Linked DNA regions of Sus scrofa: region 2 is linked to region 1. A link is a contact called in public HiChIP or PLAC-seq data. All regions are on one chromosome and are shown on one strand. Each heading gives the region's core, a stretch centred on a gene start, on an enhancer-like site or on the middle of the called end of the contact. The rest is flanking DNA. Distances are from core to core; before and after follow the strand shown.

Region 1 (3,448 bases), core at 814-3,313:
ACTATGTAGAGGTGTTCTCTGGGGCAAGTAAAACTTAGCTCAAAATAATTTATGTCCAGCTTAAGTACCTGAACTGTTTCTGGAAATGTGTATGTGTATATATGTATTTTTTTATTTGAGCAGGAGTAAATTCCTATGAGCTTCTGAGCTTCTACGTTTCTGTACAGAACAATGTTTATCACTGCAGCATTCTGGTAGAGTTTTTACCGTAGTTTATATTGGGCTTTTTAAAATGTTGACTTTTAGCACAGCTGCTCAGGGAATAAATCAGATTGGAAAAGCCAGTCCAACTCTCCATATTACTACAAAGACATACACGTTTGTGTATATGGAGCTGCAGGGGACATATAAATACCTTTTAAACTTTCTTACGAAAGTGCAATGTTTCCCAATGATGTCGCACATCTAATCTTGAACTATGCTTTTCAATCAATAAGCTCTCCAATGGTGTGCTTTCTACCTTTTTTCAAACCTGTGAAATCCACATCTGGGTGAATCCCTAGCTCCCTGGAGCAGCGTCATGTCAGTAGATGCACAGCAAGCAGGTGTTTGTCCTCCTGCGTCTAGTAATCATGGCGCTTGGAGCCTTCAAGGCAGCACAGATTTCATTACAAGGGGAAAAAGCGCCAACACCCAGTTCTTGGTAAAAATCCTAACTTAATGTTGCCTCTCTGTTGTAAAGAGATGCCAGAATGAGGACAAGTTTTTCCTTTGTGGATCCAACTGATTATGTACTGTGATGTCTGAATCCATTGAATCCAGCTCTCCAGAAATGAGTAGAACTATGACCAGGCATCTGAGGTACCACCCCTTGAACATATAAGGAAACAGTGCATCTATGGGGAAGCAAGAATTGTATTTGATCAGAATATTACAACTTATAGAAAAAAGCCCCCAAAAATCTAGTTCGGGTTTGTGCTGTATTTTGAGAGTCTGTTCTTGATCAGACATAACTATAGAAACATCAGCTCTTGCATATAATGCTCAAATTTGCACACAGCTATTAAATCCATTAAAAGTGAACCTTAAAAAAAAAAGCATACCATAAGTGAATCTTGTACGTGATGTGTGTGACGTGATGTGTGTGGCTTCTTTCTTGGGTGTCCTTTCCTTTATTCACAAAATGTTGTTTAGAATATATTGTTTTAGGAGTTCCCGTCGTGGCCCAGTGGTTAACGAATCCGACTAGGAACCATGAGGTTGCGGGTTCGATCCCTGGCCTTGCTCAGTGGGTTAAGGATCCGGCGTTGCCGTGAGCTGTTGTGTAGGCTGCAGACGTGGCTTGGATCCCGCATTGCTGTGGTTCTGGCGTAGGCTGGAGGCTCCAGCTCCGATTGGACCCCTGGCCTGGGAACCTCCATATGCCGCGGGAGCAGCCCTAGGAAAAAAAAAAGGAATATATTGTTTTATTTTCACCACTGATTTGGGAAGACTTACTTTCTTGATGACCCTGTGTATTTTACGTGCCCTGGTAAGGTAGGAAGATTAGTTTTCTTAATCTAAATCTAATGTAAGCTGTGAGGTTTTTGCCCCCAGAAAAATAATGTCCTGTTGGAACATTAAGGTGTAAAGTTGGAGAGAGCTGGGGAGTCACAGGAATTGATCAGGGACCTTGCCCTTAGGAGCGCCAGGCCTGGTGGGAGTGAGGGGTGGCTTCCAGGTAAACCAGTATTGCCAGGTTTCTGCCAAGAAAAGAATGAAACCCAGGGGCCGAGTCACACAGGCATGAGTCCCTGTGTCTCAAGGAAGAGGAGGAAGCTCCAGGAAGGCTTCCTAAGGGAGATGGCCTCGGAGGCTGGTCTTTGGGAGTTGTGGGTGGCAAGAATGCATTCCACGAAGTCATAGAAAACCTGGCTGTGCTTGAGAAGAGTAGATGGAAGTTTAGAGGGTGTGTCAGCAGCCACTGGAGAGAACTGATGCTGGACAATTGAACTCAGCCGACTCCGGAAAGAAAATTTAGTTACGCGAGTCCAGCACCGGAGGCCGCCAGCAGAGGGCGCCATCCCGCCCACGGTGTCTTCGGTCTGCAAAGAGGCAGCGCGGAAGCGCTTCCCTGGCAGGGGCGGGACTTCCGGCGGCGGTCCTATCACTAGGGGGCGCGGTGAGAAGGAGTCGTCCTTCTTGGAGTGAGTCGTCTTTCGCATCCACACGTGTCCTCCGCTGCCAAAATGCTGCAACTGCTACGCTGCGTGCCCCGCGCCCTGGGCACCGCCGTCGCCGGCCTTTGCGTCGCCGCGCCCTCCCAGCCGCTCCCGCGGCTGCTGCAGCCCGCGTCCCGGCTGTGCGCCCGGCCCTTCGGGCTCCTGAGCGTGCGTGCCGGGTCGGTGCAGCCGCCCAGCCTCCTACGGCCTCGGGGGCCCTGCGCCTGCGGCTGCGGCTGCGGCGGGCTGCACACCGAAGGTGAGACTCGAGCACGTGGGCCGGGAGCTTAACGGACCGGGTTCTGGGTGGAGCAGGGGGACCCGGGACGGGGAAGTTTAGATCTCAAGTGGACAGACCGGAGCCGCGCCCGAGGTCGGGAACAATCTCCCACTGATCGGCGAAAGGCGGGGTAAACCCACGCGAGATTGCCCGTGAGGGGAGAGATACTTAAGCTTAGTCTCTCGAAAATGGATTTTTGTGAAAGCCAAAGGTCGCGGGTAGAAGTAGCGGTGATGGTAGTTAGCAAGAGAAGTAGGGTAGTTACGAATTCTTTTGCTTTGTTTTGAAAAGTGGTAAGAAGTTTATTGTTGAGAATCACTTTTACAGAATCGAGCTCAACTTCTTACTGATAACTTAACGGCATTTTTACAGATGGGGAAACTGAGTCCTAATGGATATGGGTTGGTCTAAGTTCCTAGAGCCACTAATAGTACAAGTATTAGAAATAGCTCAAGTCCAGATCTCTGCCTACAGGAACCTGGGTCATTTTTCTCTTTTAGATTGATTGGTTCTTTTTTCTGTAACTAAGTGATTTCTATTGCAGGGGACAAAGCTTTTGTTGAATTTCTTAATGATGAGATTAAGGAAGAGAAGAAGATACAGAAGCATAAGTCTCTCCCCAAGATGTCTGGAGGTTGGGAGCTGGAAGTGAATGGGACAGAAGCCAAATTAGTGAGGAAAGTTGCTGGAGAAAAGTAAGTACTGGGGCCTGTGGACTCCATGACCCTGCAAGAGCTGCCCTGAGTCATCCCCAAACAGCCTTTAGTTGGTTGCTGCGGTGTAGGTCACAACTGCAGCCCAGATCTGATCCCTGACCTGGAAACTCCATATGCCAAGGGGTGGCCAGAAAGGAAAAACAAAACCAAAAACCAGCCTTTAGTTAAGGCAGGTACTTTGACACTTTCTGAGAGCTGAGAGGCCTTGTTTTGGTAACTTCACAAGCTCCAGGCCGTTCATCCGCTGCACACTGATGTGCTGTGGTGGTTAATGAGAAGGTAGTAAGAAAGTAGAAAGAAGCCAAGTAGCT
Region 2 (3,404 bases), core at 783-3,282, 200 kb after region 1:
GACCTACACCAGAGCTCATGGCAATGCCATATCCTTAACCTACTGATCGAGGCCAGGGATTGAACCTGCGTCCTCATGGATGCCAGTCAGATTTGCTAACCACTGAGCCATGATAGGAACTCCCCCCCCCCTTTTTTTTTTGAGGCATGCAGAAGTTCCCAGGCCAGGAATCGAACCCGTGCCACTGCAGTGACAAATGCTGGGTCCCCAACCTGCTGAGCCGCCAGGGACCTCCCAGTGTTTGGGTCTGAACAACCAATGATACAGTTCCTCTTACTTGAGGGCCACAGTGAGGGATGTGGGTATTTTCTCAATGCAGTGAGAAGCCACTGGAGGGTTGTAGGCAGGAGAATCAAGGATCCCTGGAGGGACTGGATGCTTCCTGTGGGCTCATCAGAGCTTTCTCCGCTTCTGAAATAAGACAGAGCAGTTGCCATGGACCTGGCTTCCCTCTCCAGGGATCTCCAAGCTGATCTGCCCGAATGTATCTTTGAATCAAACCTAAAAAGTTTGAAATACATCACACGTGGCCAACATACCACGCAGCCTGGCACTGGCCTCCTGGTGTGTAGATTTCCGACCCCACAAGTCGGGCAGGATGTACCAGGTGTCCTGATAGAATCGGGGAGGCCCACCTGCAGCTGCTGGGGGGTGAGGGGGCGGGGGCACAGTGGCAACTGCAATCCTTGCTTTTAGCCTGTTGCGATGTGTTCCAGTTTAAGAGGGCCCAGAGAAACATCTTTTCTGAGTCTACTATCCAGTTTACTCTTAACCAGCCCTCCATGACTGGACACGTGCCTTGCAAAGATACACAGATTGAAGAAAAATTATTAAAGCCACTTCAAGCCCCAAACAAGGAAGTAGTAAAGCCGGAGCCTCTCCTGGTGGAAGTCCTTCTACAGCCAGGTTATGATAAGAAGACATTGACGCACTAATTAGATCTGACAAATCAGCAAGAGAACAAGAGAGAGAAATGATCAAAAAGAATGTTTGAACTACATGCTTTTTTTGTTTGTTTTTTGGTCTTTTTAGGGCCGCTCCCGTGGCACATGGAGGTTCCCAGGCTAGGGGTCGAATCGGAGCTGTAGCCGCCAGCCTACACCACAGCCACAGCAACGCGGGATCGGAGCCACATCTGCGATCTACATCACAGCCCACAGCAACGCCGGATCCTTAACCCACTGAGCAAGGCCAGGGATCGAACCTGCAACCTCAGGGTTCCTAGTCGGCTTGGTTTCTACTGCGCCACGACGGGAACTCCTGAAATACATGCTTCTACCCATGATCATTCATGTTGCCTTTGACCCTGAGTCTGTTCTGAGAAAATAATGGTAAGTGAGTAATTACGAGCCATAGTAATAATAGGAATAACTGGTAGCGTGTGCTCAAAAGCGTGTTGTTGTCAATAGTAGAATCACCTAAGTCTGGAGATCATTTGCTGAGAGCAAATCTCCCAGTGGATCCTACTCCGCCAGCACACCATCGAACCCAGGGCAGGTGCTCAAAAACTATGTGTGCAAAAATATCTGATGGTGGAGCATCAAACTCCCCCCCACCCCCACCCTCGCCTGCGACACTGAACCTGGGCTGCAGTAGTGAAGGCGCCAAGTTCCCACCGGGGAACTCCCTCAGGCTGTCTCCTCTTCCTCTCGCGCCAAGTGCCCAGCTCAGGCCTGGCCTCTGACCCCCTGGGATGCCTGCCTCCCCTCCTTGCTGATTTCCCCACATCCCACCCTGCTTACCTCCATCCCCCTCTGCCGCTGAGTGATCTTCCAACAGGCCTAAGACCGTCAGTGGCCCCCCGCTGCGAGCTGGATACAACCCCCGTTTCTCAGCCAGATGTACAAGGCCTTCAAGAACAGTGTCCAGCCTTGCCTCACCTCGTCCCCATCCTCTAGCCCATCTCACCAAGTGCCCAGGAGCCAAACTACTTCGAGTTCCTTGAAAGTATCTTCAAGGCCATTGGTCTCACCTGCCGGTCTGTCTAGATTTATTCCTTCTAACCCTTTCAACTTGAGTCTAGACAGGATCTCTTCCAGCAAACCTTCCCTGACTCATCACCTCCCTGGTCTGAGCTGAAGACCAGCTCCTTAGGGCCCCTATCAGAGCGTCAGCAACTTCTGGCTCTGTGTTTTGCTCTCCACTCCTTGAAAGTAGGAAGTGGGTCTATAGCCAGGGCTTCCATGTAGAGGCTGCAGGGATGACTGGAAGAAAGAATGAAACTCTTGGTTTGGGCAGGGCGTTCAGGCACAGGTTTCTCATTAGGATGTCAAGCAAAGGCTCCCTGCAGATTCCTTCTGGGGAGGGCGAAACTTGCAGGAATCCATCCCTAAGGGATGTGAGTCACTCTGCAAGGCTCTTAATCTTGCCTGTCGCTTTGGGTTTGGCCCTCCTCTTTTCGCTGGACCATGCTGTCTTCTACACACACTCATGCGCTCTCTCTCCCTGTCATCAGATTGCAAACTTGGGCTCCAAGCGCCCTCTGTGCAGCTAGGGTCTGGATCTGCACGCGTGGGGAAGGCGCATGTCCTGGTCTTTTGCCCTGAACACACACAGGAAGTCAGCCAGCCAGGCAGCCAGCCACAGTTATATTTAGATGTCTGTCACCTGATGGGGTCCTCCATTAATCAGGGCACAGTGGCAGCTGTGGTATTTCGGGAGTAAACTGAGGTGGGACCAGGGGTAGTGAGGAACGGGGCAGGAAGCCTGGGCATTGACTCCAGGCTCATTTAGGCAAGACCAAGGGCAGGGGTGAAAACGCACAGCTTACAGGAAAGCTGGAGAGATGGAGGTCAGACTCAAGGAGATCTGGGACTTGAGGGGAATCAGTGCCTGGCTTGGGGCTGGGGGAGGTGGTGCCTGGGAGATTAGAAGGAAGAATGGCTCAGCTCTTCTGGCCCCTTCCCTGCCCCGGAGGCTGGTCGGGGGCAGGATCTTGGGCCCCTTCCTGCCGGGTGAGCTGTGGCTGAGTGAGTAGCTCTCTGACAGGCAGTAACGCCCAGCCGCAGTCAGCAGTGAAAGCTGCGGTCAGCTGATCCCATCCACAAGGGAGAAATGAGAAAGAAGCACACATGCAGGATTTTTTTTTTTTTTTTAGGGCTGCACCTGTGGCATATGGACGTTCCCAGGCTAGGGGTCAAATCAGAGCTACAACTGCCAGCCTACACCACAGCCACAGCCACACAAGATCTGAGCCATGTCTGCGACCTACACTTCAGCTCTTCACAATGCCAGATTCTTAACCCACTGAGCCGAGGCCAGGGATCGAACCCGCATCCTCATGGATACTACTCAGATTCGTTACCGCTGAGTCATAGCGGGAACTCCCATGAAGGATTTTTTTTTTTTTTTCCAATCCCCAAAGGCCTTTCTTGCCTCAGATTTGGTTTATTAAATGACTGCCC

The links. HiChIP or PLAC-seq counts read pairs in DNA pulled down with a chosen protein or histone mark.
Region 2: an H3K27ac HiChIP or PLAC-seq map of skeletal muscle shows a contact between it and region 1, with 8 times the contacts expected there. The contact joins the enhancer-like site here to the promoter of C1QBP in region 1. A contact is called at or near these places in 3 of 5 promoter capture datasets (fetal liver, fetal skeletal muscle and liver), 14 of 47 Hi-C or Micro-C datasets (adipocytes, alveolar macrophages, embryonic fibroblasts and 9 more) and 2 of 2 datasets of contacts at active chromatin or transcription factors (alveolar macrophages and skeletal muscle).

What each region holds. Positions count from the first base shown.
Region 1 is chr12:51,546,298-51,549,745 of Sscrofa11.1, forward strand. C1QBP (complement component 1 Q subcomponent-binding protein, mitochondrial) reads left to right here and starts at 2,064. Exons shown (of 6, transcript XM_021067745.1): 1 at 2,064-2,400; 2 at 2,966-3,116. The coding sequence starts at 2,169. It overlaps DHX33 (putative ATP-dependent RNA helicase DHX33), which reads left to right. Exons shown (of 13, transcript XM_021067729.1): 13 at 1-1,037.
Region 2 is chr12:51,747,254-51,750,657 of Sscrofa11.1, forward strand. The region is part of intron 2 of RABEP1 (rab GTPase-binding effector protein 1); the gene reads right to left. Among named protein-coding and RNA genes, the nearest start is that of SCIMP, 24 kb to the right of the region's middle. Within about 2 kb of position 2,033, at least 44 of the 83 cell types and tissues checked have an H3K27ac peak or open chromatin away from gene starts, as enhancers often do. A contact at or near this core is called in alveolar macrophages, embryonic fibroblasts, fetal liver and 7 more, where this site is marked.